Linked DNA regions of Anas platyrhynchos: region 2 is linked to region 1. A link is a contact called in public Hi-C data. All regions are on one chromosome and are shown on one strand. Each heading gives the region's core, a stretch centred on a gene start, on an enhancer-like site or on the middle of the called end of the contact. The rest is flanking DNA. Distances are from core to core; before and after follow the strand shown. Region 1 holds the start of MAML2 (mastermind like transcriptional coactivator 2). Region 2 overlaps MAML2 (mastermind like transcriptional coactivator 2).

What was found. Hi-C and Micro-C count contacts between places; a contact is called where the count stands out from the background.
Region 2: a Hi-C map of F1 follicle shows a contact between it and region 1, with 3 times the contacts expected there. The contact joins the enhancer-like site here to the promoter of MAML2 in region 1. A contact is called at or near these places in 2 of 8 Hi-C or Micro-C datasets (F1 follicle and skeletal muscle).

Annotation. Positions count from the first base shown.
Region 1 is chr1:195,336,297-195,343,977 of IASCAAS_PekinDuck_T2T, reverse strand. MAML2 (mastermind like transcriptional coactivator 2) reads right to left here and starts at 4,963. Exons shown (of 5, transcript XM_027467739.3): 1 at 4,355-4,963. The coding sequence starts at 4,813. It overlaps LOC140001353 (a long non-coding RNA gene), which reads right to left. Exons shown (of 2, transcript XR_011806540.1): 2 at 6,382-7,681.
Region 2 is chr1:195,507,273-195,514,953 of IASCAAS_PekinDuck_T2T, reverse strand. All of the region lies in intron 2 of MAML2 (mastermind like transcriptional coactivator 2), which reads right to left. Among named protein-coding and RNA genes, the nearest start is that of MTMR2, 51 kb to the left of the region's middle. Within about 2 kb of position 4,388, at least 2 of the 8 cell types and tissues checked have an H3K27ac peak or open chromatin away from gene starts, as enhancers often do. A contact at or near this core is called in F1 follicle, where this site is marked.

The DNA.
Region 1 (7,681 bases), core at 3,714-6,213:
GGAGCCAAGGGGGACTGAGATGTTCAGGGGTGCCCAGGTCCGTCCTGCCCCAATGGCTCCAAGGCCCGGGACAGCAAATCAAAGTTTTCGACCCACAAAAAGCAATGTGACTCATTTCGTCTGTCTCGGCTACAGAAATTGTCTCTATCCCTCAGAAGCCCCAGGCAGCGGTCTGCCACCTCACGCACAGAACGTTTCGTCGTGTGGCACCGAGCTTGGTTCATCAAAAAGGTCCCAGCCCACCTTCGAGGAACAGGTCCGCACTGCAGTCCCCTCTTGTTCCCCGCACCCTAACACCGCTGCACCTCGTCCTGTTTGCTTTCAAAGAGCTTCCCAAAGCTGCGTGCATCCAGACCAGAAAATGAGACTACTATGCAGGGCTCCCTGGCAGGCCAGCAGCAACCCAGCAGTCCAAACCTCAGCAAGTACAACACAGATCATTAAAAAAAGTTATTAGGAAACAATGCCAGGGTTTCTACGCTCATTTAAAGGATCTCCACATACAACAACCACCTAAATCAAAGTTTTACAAGCAAAACTTGGCTCTCGGCACCAGCCGGGCAGCCCTGTCTCCCGGGGATGTCCTCAGGGGACTGAGACAAACCCATGGCTATTCCAGCTTTGGACTGCTGTTGATAAGAATTTAGGGGAGCAGGGGGAATTAATCCATTTCTCTCTTCCTCGGCTACACCATCTTTGCAGGACTGTTTTCCCTTTTTTTTTTTTTCACCTGCTTGCGGACTACATCTGGGGAGCAGGCCGTGTTCGCAGTCATCCTTCTGAGCACAGAAAATAATAACAATCGTTCCAACAATAAATCCAGCGCGACTTGGAGAGGGATAAAAGCCGAACGAGTCACCTGGGACTGGTGACAAACAGCACTTAACACACTCGGAGGAAGACATCGGCCACCAGGGTGACGGCTGCAACGGAACAACCTGAGCAGAATAACACAGCGATGCCTGTGAAAGCGAGCTCCTCATTTGCACGGGGCGAAATGAACGCTGCTCAGCCCATGGCAGAGGAACGAAGGGAAGGAAGGGCCGCTGGGGATTTGCGACTGCAGAACTTTGGACTCACCAGTTCAACGCTTAACCCGCTGAGGAATGCCCTCCAGAGCTAACTGTTTATATATAACACAAAGAATATAAACAGCGAAGTGCTGGAGGGCACATATATACATGCAGATATATGTATAAAAGACGGGATATTTTCTGTTCCACTCTGCACCATGAAAAGTAACACCACCAGATAAATAAACACATGTCAGCTCGTGGGAAATGCAGGGAGGCAGAAAGCACAAAAGCTTTCCTTGCCGTGTCCAGAAGAATAAATTTCTCTTTCACATGCACCCGCACCCAGCAGTCCAGCTCAAAAATCTGGCCTCCACTCTCCAAGGAGGAAATGCTGCTGCCAAGGCTGCTTGCTCAAAAATCAAAGTAACACTGCCAAACTGAGCCCAAACCCAACCCCACCAAAACGCTCTTCTGCCGGTTTTAAACCGTCTGCTGGGGACAGATAATTATCAAATAATGGTATCAACAGCATCAGATTATCACTTCAGACCCTTTGATATGTTCAAGCGAAGGCTGTTTCAAATGTTATCGAGTCTCAAATATTTACTCTGGAGTCCAACCGAGCAAACGACCCATCCCGTGCCATTGAACGTGGCCGGCGCGCTCCTAACAGGAGCAGTGGGATCTGCAGAGCGAAGGAAACAACCCAGCTATTTTCAGCAGAGGAAGCGTGGGGACAGTCTTGGATTCTGCAGAACAAAGAGCGCCCTGATAGCCAGAACTCCCCGGAGAGAGCCAGGGCTGCCTTCACGCTTGTCTGTGTGTGGAGCTCTTTTTAAACTGGTGGAGCTACAGCAAGGCAGGTGGAGCTTTGCAGTCCCCCCGTGGAGTCAGAGAGGTGTCAAATCTCACATCTTCAGTGTGAGACTCGCACAAACGCTCTCGTCTTGTGCCTCCTCGTGCCAGAGCTGTACCTCCCACGACCGATGCTCAGAACCGCTATGTTCCAGGACCCCACGCACCTCCGATCTGCCATCTGCTCCGAGCAAAAAGGCTGAAATTAGAGCAATAACCACTGGCGCAAGCAAGTCTTCTGATGGATTTCCCCTTGGGGAACACCCCCAGAGGATGGATTCTGCTGCCTTAGAGATGGCTCTTCCCTGTCCATTTATAGTGCACAGGGCAACTTACTCTGCCTCATCCTTCCTCTGTCTTGGGATAACGGGCAGAGCAAATTCCTCCTCTGCCTATGGCCAGGACAAAGCAAGACCCTGTCATTATCCTGGCCCATCACCGCCCTCTGAATTTTCAAGAAGAGGAGCACACCGCTGGGCTACCTGCTGCCTGATCCTCAGCCACTCCAATTCACCCCACTCAGACACGGTGTGATTTCCTTTGCCTTTTCAGCACATGCAACGATGTCCTAAGGGGTGCTCGGTAAGGGGAACATGCGCCTCCATCACGCAGAGACGTGACTTGGGACCGATGCCTTTCTCTGTTCCTTAATTAGGCAGCCCTACCGAAGCAACGAATGCAGCATGCCTGTGCCGAGCACAGAGTGGGAGGATCAGCGATGTGCAGCGATACCATTACAGCAGCGCTGCCTCATGAGCCAGCGCCTCTTCGGTGTCAAAACGCGGTCTGGGGCCCCAGATGTCACGTTTGGTGAAGTCACGTACCTTGTCAGCAGGACTGCTGAGCGTGAGCATGCAAAAAATGAGGGGGACTTTGTCAGAGAGGGGGATGCCCTCGCCCAAATGCACTCGCGTTTGGAGCTGTCGGGGAGGTGAGGCAGCATGCAAGGTGGAACGGGGGCAGTGTCCAGCAAAGAGCGGGTTTAGGATCTCGAGCGAAACAAGGACAACCTCTCTGCACTGCAAAGATGAAAACCTTTCGGTATTTTCATTGGAGTTGTTTCGTTTAGCCGTTTCGAACAGCTGCCTCCAGCTATTTCATAATAATAGTAACAACTAGTAAAGAACCAAAACAAAACAAAACAAAAAAAAAAAGCACACGGGCCTGTTCCCTGACTTCAGAAAGCAGAGTTTGCTGGGATGTATGTTATTATGCAAAACCTTTTTTTTTCTTTTTTCCTCGAGACAATCACGAAGCGTTTCATTAGTACACACTGGAAAAATAAGATAATGGCTTTCTTGATTGCGATGGGAGATTTGCCCTGAGCATTGACTCAGGCCAAAGCACCCCACTGTCATCAGGTTAGCCCCTCACATCGCCGCCCTCCCAAACGGAGCCACAGCCCCCAGCGCCGGGAGGGCTGAGAGGGGAGAAAATAACCAGCAGGGTCCCGTTTTAGAATACACCAAGCAGTGAGAAGGACAGGTTTCTGTCGGGAAGGGAGGGAGCAGTCTATTTTGGGCTGCTCAAACAGCAGCCACGGGCCTATCAGGGGGCAGTCGCTCCTCGTAATGTTTTGTGTGTGTGCTGGGAGCACATGCTGGAGGGACACTGGAGGGAAAGGCAGAAAGCCTGGTACACGAGCGGCTTGTCATGAAGTAACAGGAGGCAAGGCTCTGCCTCCCAGCCACCTCCAGAGCAGCTTCCACTTGGAAAAGGTCAACGTGTCGTCCACAGGGTGTGAAAAACCCTTTTAATTTCTTCCTTGGAAACACTATGAATGACAGTAATGAACCAGCCCTCGCCAGTGGGGCTCACGGGTGTGAGACGGAGCTTCAGGAGCTCTGCTTTCACAAGCACTTGTCCACCTCAGGGATCATAAAGCTCTGCCAGGGGCACCTGCACGCGGTGCTCACCACTGCCTGCCCACCTGCAGCACAGGAGGCACAAAACGAGAGCGCAACGCCTGAGGTGTGAAGCCGTGGGCACGGCTCTGAGCGTGAGCTGCAGTTTAACGCCACCTTACACCGCTGCTCGGGGACACGCCGAGGCAGCTTGAAGCCCCCAGAACCCTTCCAGGCACCAGGGGCGTCACCACCATGGTGGCACCCGGGGTGTCACCTCCTGGCGGGACATCATGAGGGCACTCAGGAGACTTTTCCAGGGGTGTCACTACCCCACTGAAAAGGACACATGAGGAACTTTAGCGCCTGTGACCCACACCTGGGGTGTCACCGCCAGGTGGGACACCACGAGGGCTGTCACCACCGTGGCGACGAGGGACTTGAACCACACCTGGCGTGTCCCCTCGCGGCAGGACATCACCAGGACACTCCTGGGGGTGTCACCACCCCAGCACCGAGCACACACGAAGCACACCCCCACCCCCACCCCTCTCCCACCACCCCCACCCCTCCCCGCCTCAGGGCCGGGGCTGCCCCCATGCCGCCCCCCTCCGCCCGTCAGGGGGCGCCGTGACTCACCGCCAGCAGGGCCGATGCTCGCTGCTCCCCCGCCGCCTGCTCCCCGTTGGCGCCGCCGTTGCTGAGGAGGTGCTGGTGGTAGTCGGGGGGCGCGGCGGCGGCGGCGGCGGAGGACGGGGCGGCCGCTCCTCCTCCTCCTCCTCCTCCTCCTCCTCCTCCTCCTCCTCCTCCTGCGGCCGCCTTAGGGTGCTTGGCGGCCTTGCGGGCCCCCTGCCCTTGCTGCACGAGGTGGAGGAGCTGCAAGGTGCTCTCCCGCTCGCGGTCGGAGCTCTCGGCGCGGCCCCGCTCGTAGCGCCCTTCGCAGCTGAGGTGGTGCTGGCGGCACACGGCGATGCGGGCCCGCAGCCGCTCCACGATGGCGCTGTGGACCCGGGGGGCCGCCGGGCCGCCCCCGCCGCCCCCCAGCAGCCCGGCCCCCAGCCCCGCGGCTTGGGCTTGGGGGGGAGCCGTGTCGCCCATCGCCGCCTCAGCGCCGCATGGAGCGGGGAAGGCAGGGGGGGAGGCCCCGCGACCCCACACCGCCAAGGGGGGCCGAGAGACCCCCCCGCCGCCCCGTCCCCCCCTCGAACCGGGGGTGGGTTTTTTGGGGGAGAAAAAAAAAAAAAAAAAAAAAAAAAGGGGAAAATCAGGGGAGGGGGGGGGTGCTAGGGACGGGCCACCATCGGCCGAGGGGGTCGGGGGTGAAAAGGGAGGGATGGGGGTCTATGGGGGGGTGGGGGGGGCAGGCGGGAGAGGGGAAAAAAAAATTAAAAAATTAACCCGCTGCCTCCAAAAGGGATCCCCGGGCGAAAGGAGATCCCCCTGGGGAAGGAGTGGGGCTTGGCAGGTTTATTGGTTTTATTTCATTCCGGGGGCCGGGGGGGGGGGGTCGCTCCTTCAGGGGGAGATTCAGGTAGGGGAAAAGGGGTCGCGGGGCTCAGCGGCACGGAGCCGACCCCCCCCCCCCCCTCCCCAGCCACCCCCCTCCCAAATCTTCTCCGCGGCCGGTGGAGCGGGTGGCTCGTTGGCTCGTTGTTGGTATTTGTATAAAGTCCTCCGTGGATGTGCAAATAGCCGGGAGAGGAGGAGGAGGAGGAGGAGAGGCTGGGGTTACTTTGGTCTTTGTGCGGGATCCGTTCTCCTGCTCGCTCCGCGCCGGCCGCTCCTGGCTCTGGGTGCGGGATCCGAGGGGCTGCAGCCCGGGGGCAGCTCCGGGAGCCGGGGGGACGGAGCCCAGCTCGGGAACAATGTCAGGCAGCGGGGCTGCCAGAGCACGCCTCGCCTCCGCTTAATCCAGCCGCTGGGTAAAATCCGTCTTGCTTTCAGCGCTCGTTTCCCCCCCTCTTAGCAATAAAGCAGCGAGCCGCCAACCCGAGGCAGAGAACTCCTCTCGCATACTTTCCCTTCGGCTCCCGGCGAGCGAATAGTTTCAAGTACAGTTTCAAGAAAAGCACGGAAAAAAAATATAATAATAATAATAATAAAAAAATAAAGAACCACCAACCAACCCTTCAAACGGCGATCACGAACGGCGAGTTGCACTTACAAACTTCCAGCATTTTGCCCCCGGCACGCTCCGGCCACTTTTCCTTTGTGTTTTTTTTTGTATATTCCATCCCCGGCTGAGGGGGGGGGGGGGGGGTGTTGGGTTTGGCGGTGGGTGCCGCCCGCTCGCTGTCTCTCTCCGCTCGCCTCCGGCTGCCGGAGCTGCCGGCGCTGCCCGTGGCCCGCGGTGCGTGCGGGGCCGCGGTGCGGGGCGCTGCGGGGGCGGGGGGCGGGTGGCACCGAGCGGCCGGGCCGAGCGCCGGAGCCTCCCAGCGGCCGCGCAGGGGAGGGAGGCAGGCGGGGAAGGAGAGGGAAATGTCGCCCCGCCGACCTCAGCCCGAGGTGGGGAAGGGGTGGGAGGTGGGCAGCCGGCTTTGGGGGGGGGAGATCTGGGTGCTGGGAGAGGGTGGTTTGCGCTAGGAAGGGGAAAGGGGGGGTGTAAGGGAAGGTTTGGGGAGGTGTGAGAAACACTCTGTAGCCAATAACTTAGGCTCAGGCGAGGATCTCAGTGAAGTAGTAATTTATTCGCGATTGCAATGGCGGGCGCCCCACAAGCAGGAGAGAGCGCATCTACTAGTTCCAAAACACAGTTTATATACCTTTTGATGGCAGGACCCTCCCCTGTTTCCCCACTGAGTGGGTAATCCAGGTTCACAATCTATCTGATGCTTCACAAACAATGCATAGTCTTCAGTTGCTGGCCTGTTAAATTTCAAATTTCTTTTGACATTTTTAGTGCTTGAAGTGGTAATGTTTCTTCACTTATCTGACTTGACTTGACACCGTGATTTTCACCTAATTGTCCTAAGGAGACTGGTTGTCTGCATTTTACTAGGTCGCCTGCTAAACTTTCTTATCACTGTAAGCATATCTCAGTACCACATTCCCTCCTTCTAAACAATGTAACTCTGCAAAAACAACATTTCTATTCCCACAATTCCCCCCTTTTCTTTTTTTTTATAAACTGTTGATTTTTGCAAAACCTTTCTCTAAGGTGCAATGTGATAGACTTCTTCTTCTTTGCTTTCCATCTCCTCATTATCTCCTTATCTGAGTAAGGTGGTAGCTCCATGGTCATTTGTTTCAATAGTGCGGTTTCAGTTAACCACTGTACTAGTCCTCTTACACAGGGGATAATGCAGCAACCAATGGCTGTCAAAACTCCTACAACTACGACCAATGTTGCAAATATGCCTATTTTATTTTATTTTATTTTATTATTTTTTTTTTTCTGCCAATTCACTGGCAAGGGTGGTAAGCCCTTGCAATGCTCTTGTTACCGAGCCATCTGGGACACTATTGTTGGGTATAAGAGTGCAACAATGGTTGCTCAGTATTACACACACAAACACACCTACTTCCTCTGCGAGCATCATATCTAATGCTATCCTGTTTTCCCAAGCCATTTTGCTGATGGCATCTAGTTGTTCAGCGATTCCTCTCATCGCATCCTTGGTATAATTGATGAATCTCTGCTGATTATAATAGAAATAATTAATCCAATCCACATTTTTATTGATTGTTACCCACCAGAACAGTGACTCAAACCCTGCAGCAATTTGATTTCTGGCTTTATGTTCATCTGGAACTCCTCTAGGTACCCCAATAGAATCTATATATACTCTATCATCAAATGATATTCCTAAGCCTCTTTTACTTCTGGGTATTTGTGATGTTTCTTTTTCAAATGCCAGGGTGAAGGGTATAGCTAATTGAACAAGTGCGCAAGTGCCTTCCCAATTAGATGGTAGGGTGGACTGTAAGATCTTCCCTCCACCGTACCACCAGAGATCTGCCCTGGGG
Region 2 (7,681 bases), core at 3,139-5,638, 170 kb before region 1:
CAGTGGGCAATATAAATCTGGTTATGCTGGCTTTCTTGCTACTTCCTCGCTACTTGTCTGTGTTTCAGTTGCCATTTGAAGACAAATGCCCATATATTCCACTTTTCCATGGCTTTTCCTGCAGTTATGTTGTTCCTGGCTAATGTTTTGACCTGGCAGTGACGTGTTCCTCACTGCCCACCTGACAACCCCTGCTTTACTCCCTCTTGCTGCATCTTATTGACTTTTGAACTTTCTTCACATTTACATTTGTCCAGAGGGATTTTCTCTGAAAACTGGCCTTTGCTAAAGTCCTCTGTGCAACTGCAGCGCTCCCTCCCTTCTGCAGTGACTCAGATGAGTAGGCCCAATGACTCAGTGGTTTGGAGAGCTTAAATATCAAGGGACTATTGACAATAGCCTTCCCTAGCTTGAGTAAGGATTACAAAGCTCAGTGCTTTGGGACTGAAAGACTCCCTCAGCACCCTCCCAGTTCTTTAGGTCGTTTGTACCCTCTCTTCCCCATATTGCAAAAGCATAATCAGGTGGTACTCGGAGGAGAAATTGGAAATAAAGCTGCCTTCTTTCCTGTGGTTGCTTAGGCATGATGCTGGGACCTTTAGGGAGCAGAGTCAGCGTGACGAGATCAGCACTATCCAGCCTCTGACCTCACAAGACCCAGAAGTGTCTCAGCATTTTCTCAGCTTGCACCTTCTGTCACTTTCCTCCAAGAAAGGGGAACATAAGCTCCTGAGACCATTGCCATATTTCCACTAACGTGCAAAGAAATTGCCAGACAGGCTCTGGACAAACTGGGAACAGAAGTTTGAAGGCTGTGGATGAGAACAACATGCCTGGAGCTTCATGTCAGGCCTTCCCTCCTGTCCACCACTATGAATGCACCCAACAGCATGAGGTTGCATGGCTCTAGCAAAGAGGAGGAAGCCAAAAAATAGAGGTTTCCAGGAGCTAGAACCATCGGAAAAGCACACAATGGCAGATGAGAGACTGAGAAAAAGACAGAGAGAGGTGCTAAATGGGTAAGAGGGGAAAAAAAAAAGCTGTGAAGAATTGATATTGATCTAGCTGAAAGTTCCTTTCCATATACACATAGGAAGCATCCAGTTCTGGATAACAGTCTGGATGGTAATAAATAAAGATGTTATCCAGATAAATTGTGTTTACATGTTTGCTTTGATGTAGGTTAACAATAAGGAGTAGAGAGGATGAAAACATCCTCAAATAATCATACTCTTAAAAGATTATATTAAGCTTTGATACACTGTTGATACATTCAGGCAGGAAGAAAAGATTATTTAAACAGAATGTGATTTTTACATATGTAAGTAATTTATTTGTGCACATTTTTGTTCTACTTTCTAGGGGAAGGAAAATGTGATGTACTGTGAGTGGCTAAAAACTTCATCTTGACATTTATCTCATTTGTTGAAAACAGATCCCTCTGAATTGATTTAATAAAAGCTCCAAGTGCCAAGTTTCCTGCTTGGAGCAATTGTTTTCAACAGTCAATGAAGGTATTTCAGTTCCCCTCCCCTCTTTTCTTTTTTTTTTTTTTTTGTTCCAACGTCAGAAAAATACCATTTTTTTACTTCCAAATGTCCACTCTTTTCATTATTTCTTAAAAGTTTTCAAGTTTGACAATGATGTTCGACAAATGCTTCCTTTTTGTTTTGTCCAAACTCTTGTAAATTCTTTCTCCTGCCAAACCTATAAGTTACCAAACGAAGATGGGAAGGAATTAATACCAAGCTTTGTTGGAGGTACTTAGATTTTTGGCAGTGTGCGTGTTCGAACACATTAAAAGCAAACAAACCATTTGCTTGTACATATTTGCAAAAAGCTATCAAGTTTTATGACAATAAGAAGGCAGCTGCTTAACTACTCCCCTAGCATTCCAGATAGGATTTCAGAGTGCTAGGACTGACTCACATGTTATTTGGCATATTCTGTAGTGGGACAGCATACCTTATTTTTCACTAGGTGGGAGAAGAAGCATTGCAGCATTGAGAACAGCAATGTTGCTCATGGGCTCCAAGTGTATGAAGAAGTCTTCAAACAGTAGGATTTACAACCTCCCTTCTTCCTCTGGCTACTATAATTATTGGAGCTGTTATTTGCATAGCACTAGTTTACTTTAGTTACACTAGGTGCATTACTGCATTCTGTGAAGTTCTCCGGTGTTATTTTCTTCTATGGTGTTCAAGTCTTGGGACAAGCACAAAGAAAACATTTCAGATATAAGGGCTAAATTCAGGAAGCTTGGAGAGTTTCAGCAGCAGTAGTGTTTTCAGTGGTAGGCAAATCTCAGCAGATGTGTTTGTCTCCTGCCTTCCCTTCCTTGCAATCCCCTTTTCTCCTCTTGACTTGAACAATCCCTCGGCTTCCCGTGGAGCTGCTGTCCAGAGCCTGTGCCAAACACGTTGGTGACAAGGATGGCATGAGTGGTCTTCATGCCGGGAGAAATCCCCCACATGACATCTCCTTGGTTTTGAGAGGAGCTGGGAATGGCAATTACGCCTCCAATAGCATGGATTCCCTCTGGAGGAGCACGTCCTTTCACTCACACTGACCAGAGGAGCAGGCGAGCCCATGCCCAAGGGTGAACCCCTTGTGGAGACCAGTGCAATATTCCTTGTAAGCCATCAGTCCTCCAGTGGCCAATTTTGGGATCCAGGAGAGGAAGAAGATTTGAACATTTGAATAAGTGAAACACAGATCATTCAGAGGTCACTTATCTAAATGAAAACCTGGCTGGCTGGTTGGTGGGTTAGCTATCTACAAACCCACCTACCCAGCTACCTATGTGACTATCTGTTTTTTATCACCGTTATATCTTAACTCCTCCAGATCTTTAAGATATGATGTTTGAAATAAGACCTTTAAAGATTAAACCTTACGATTGCCTAATGATTCACAGTTTTGCAAGTCATTACTATGAGCTATTGATTGCTGCCAGTGCAAGGGAGACATTGAGTCTCCAAGTTAAATTAAGCTGACAAAACAAAATAAATATATGATGCACCTACATTTCTGTTCTCTCCTTTCTCTGCCTCCCACTCTCTTCTCCTCTGCCCTGGCCATCTTCTTTCTACTTCCCAGCTCCAAGATTCTAAAGATGCTAAAGCAATCCCTATGGTCTGTGGATCCCAAGGGCTTAGTGTGTGCCATAAAATCAGTGGGAGCTTCTGCCAAAACATGTCCTTCCCCATTCTCTCCAACAGGAGCAGAACCATGCTGCAACTATCCATCATTTAAATGCTTTTCTGTAAGGCTCCACCTGGATATTAGGTAGTATATGAAAGTAGGACCCCACAGCAATATGTATTTGTATATATTTGAACCCTGACTCTAAAGAAGGATGCTTGAGCCCATTATTTTAAATTCCTACAAATATGTTATGAGGTATCATTTCTCCTTTTCTGCATTGCAAACCAACACAGTTATCTTTGTTACTGTCAGCTCATCCCGTTCCACTTCACAGAGAGCTTCTCTCATGACTGCTGCCCAATGAATCTCATTCACATCCCATGTGTGTTGTGCTTGTTTTCTTTTTCTTTTTTAATCAGCTGGCGTAGCCCCAGATATTTCCCGGTAAATCATATGTAATGTCTACCTTGTGGTTTTCTGATGTGAGCAACAACAAAAACAAAATAAAATATCAAAGTGGTAAAAAGCAATATTAAAAACACATTTAGTGCAATCACACACTGGGGGGAAATGAAGAAAGCGCTAAGGTCTACCTACTTCTCTACAACCACCTTGAAAGTTTGAAAGTTATACTGAAAACACAGTGGGTTGTAGAGAGAAGCAGTAATGAGAATCAGAGGATTCAATCAAAAAACAATTAACAATTTTATTCTTGACATGCTGTTTCCTGCACTTGGTTTCATTTTATCTTTATCATTCAAGCATTTGCATAAGTGCTTAACTAAGGTGTTAGTAGCATTACCCAGCGAAGTTTAACATTTTGCTGGATCGGAGACGCACATTTATCAGTCCCCATTGATGACAATTATTGTTATTGCGGTTCCTGCTATTAAAAGCCTTCCCTTCCGAGGCTTCTGGAGGCTTATTTGTCTTCCCGCTGCCATTTCTGGGTCCTTAACCCTCTATTCTCCTTCAGATCTGTTCTCACTGCCTGCCCTAAATCTTTCAAGTTGACCTCTTTCTCTCTTCCCCTCCACGATCTCCTTCCAGTCCCGTGCCCGGCCAGCACGGGCTGGACAGATGTCCCACCAGGACAGGAGCCCAGCTTCAGGGCTCCAAGCCTTGGAGAGAGCAGGAGGTGGGACCCAGCCCTCGCTGGTGGCTACTCATGGATGTTGGGTGCTAATTTAATCCTCTGCCGTTTGCTCACAGCTGTTCCAACTCCGTTTCTCCTTCTGACAATGTCCAGACTTTCCAGCAGATGGCATCTCCCCCTAACTTCTACCCAGGCTCACCATGTGCCCGAAGACAGAGCCTACGATCGCTTTTCTTCCCAAACAACCAATTTTATGTTCTATCCATGTAGGAAATGTGCTGAAGGAAAGTGCAGACAGGAACGACTCTAGCCCCTTATGTGCTCATTCTTCAGCTTGAACTGCTACGTCTCTCTTGGCGTTAAGATGGTTACAGGTTTTTTGTTGCCACTCAAAAAGCGCCAGTGTTTTTTTCACAGGTCAGCTCAACAAAAGCAACCAAAGCATGAAGATCACTTGCATCTGTTACGACAGGAGCTCTAAAATGGAGTATAATCTGCTACTTTACCGCATGGTTAAAGGGAAGCAACAGCAGCAAGGGCAACGGTGCTGCCGTGCAAGTATCAGATCTTCCCTTCTTCAGCAGGAGCTGAAAAGCTGGAGCAGTTGCAACCCCTCAGCCAGGTACTGAAGGAACATGCAGAGCAGAGGGCACTCCCTCGGGCCCTCCTGTGCAGGCACATACCGTTTTTTCTTTTTACCACGGAGGTTAACAATGGGAGCGTGACTGACACCCAAAACCTTTGTCCCAGGGGTTTAAGAAGTTTAAATTGGCAGGGTTGGGATCAAGCTTCGACTAGCACAGCCACAGCAGCACTTTAAACGCTGTACATGTACAGATCCACCTCCAGCTGCTCCTCGCAGCCCAGCTCCTTTGCAGGCGGTGAAGGAAACAGGGAGGCAGAAGGGACATGAAACTGGGGAGGGGAGGATGGGAGCAGCCTCTAGGAAGAATAAAGGTCTGGTGCTACCTTGAGGGCAGTGGTGTGGATGGGAAAAGGCTGGAGGAGGTGGGGAAACACAAGATGGAAAATGTGCTTAGAAGGGAGCCTTGGGAGGGATGAGACAATGTGAAGACATAATGACGGGATGCAACGAAGGAAAAAGTTAGGGCACTGCTGCTTCTTGGGACACCGTGCTGCCTACAGCCAGCTCCACTCTGCCTCCAGTTGGCATTGCTTCACCGACCAGTGAAAAACACGATTCTGGAGGAATACAGATCTGTGATCTGCTCCTTCTCAAACCTAGTTGTTATGGCTATCAAATGAACAAATAGAAACAATAGTACTGGGCTGGTGTGACCATAAATATAATTTACAATCACCATTCGACCATAAAATGCTCACAGAGAATCCCTTACGATCAGTCCAAAGTTTAGAAACATGCCTCCAAATAAAATCAAATAATGCAATTATCGGGATATCAGGAATTTGCACGGATGCCCTACAAACAGAAAATGAGAGTATGCAGAGTAAATGAGCCACTTTCTCAGTCTAACTTTTGACAAGATAGTCTCCCTGAATGCAGTCTGCTGAGAATACCAGTGAGTCACATTCATAATTAGATTTAGAAAGTACATAAAACAATAATCACAGAGCTGATAGCAAACAAGAGGAGCTGCACCAAAGATACATTTTTTTCCTGCATTAAGGCTAAAAAAGCCTGCACATATGAAATGTGATTAGCGCTGGCACACTTCTCAGATTTGGTACATTTATTATCGTTATTAAATTGCACCACTTGTGTGCACGATGTTGCAAAGACAATGATCTTAGAGTGCTTTCAGCCGCAAGTTGACCTAAGGCTTTTATAATCTGGAGCTGCCCTCTTGGAAAGACAGACAAAGACGTGCCAGAAACTGCAGATGAAAAAAAAAATAATAAAACATTTAGTACAAAATCTTGTGTAAATATAAATTGGATCTCTGCAATGTGTTTACTAGTTCGGTCACATTTCTAGATAATGAGTGAAATTTTATAAAAGCTTTCTGCCAAAGTCTGTTCCTGTTGAAATCACTGGTCATTTTTTTCAGTTGAAAGAGGGGCAGATAACCTAAAGTTGTGTGTTTTTGAAATTACCACCCTGTCATTTAACTGGAGTGGTCATTTCCTTTAACTTTTGGGCACGAATTCCACTCCCAAAGCGACAGTAGCTCAACAGCAGGAGCTGCTAATGCAACACGTGCCTGTTTTGGAGCATCGACTGTGGTTCATTTAAAGTGGCAGTTTAAAATCCCCTGAATTTCTGGGGAAAGTGTCTTGGTGGGGACTTAAAAAAATAGACTACATTATTATTTCAGTTATACATGGCTTTTTGTCTTAAGTGGCTTTTATTTATTTATTTATTTATTTAATTGTAACTGTAATTACTATCAACTTTCAGATTTTGAATATATAATAAATAGGCAGGAATACACTTGCTGGACAGTTTTGCACCCCAAAGGCAGTTCAGTGCCTCGGCAAAAAGCCAGAGGTGAAGATGAGAGCACCACAGGACTGTTCCTGAGGCACCAGCAGCACAGCAGGAGGTGTGACTGATGTCTTGGTCCCTGCGTGGAAGGTGCCGAGATGCAGCCTCCCAGTCCCACAACCTTTGGGGAAGAGAGATATTGGGGAGGTTTAACACAGAAGGTTGCAGTCTCAGAGACAATTATGAAAATATCTCTTGGTTTTGGGCTGTGGGCAGCGACAAGACTGGCACCAGGGTGCTTCCCAGCTTCCTGAGCAGCTCATGGAAGAGGCCTGGAAGCAGCAGTCTCCAAAGCCAAGGATGCCAAATTCAAGGCAGGGGCCCCAAAGAGACAACAGCAATGAGAGAGAGATGGATGTGGCCGAACTGAGGTCCTACCTGATAATTATACAAACAAGCAAGGCCACAACAGGATTCTCTATGTCCTTTCCTGAGGAAACACCTGAAAACAGGGAGATGTGGAGCTGTGTGGGTGCTGCAAGCATCCAGCACAGGCTCAGCATCATCCCCTCTCCAAGAAAGGCTTGGCAAGGTCTGGAGGGCTCAGGGAGGAAAAATCCCCCCAGAATGGCAGTGCCATTTTTCCCCCAAGCACCAGCTGAAAACCAAAGACACAGGCTTGCCTTCACTCACAGATGTGGTGGGGACTGGGGGAGATTTCAGCCTTGGAAAACTAAGATCCCCTTCTGCCTATTCACTAACAGTTCGGGCTGCTCTGAGAAATGCCTTTGTGCCGGGCTTGTAAGGGGCAGCCTTAATTATTCCCGTTCCTCTTAAATCGTCTCTTTGTGCTACGGGCTCAGTCGTGATGATTTTTCATTTGAGAGGATTGCATCACATCAGACACGGGGCCATAAATCCCCGAGAATGAGCAGACTAGTGACAGCACTGGCCTGTTTTACAGCAGGAAAGTGTAAAGTTTATTGTCATTTTTAGAAGTGAAATGATTTTTAAATGACATAATCTTAAAA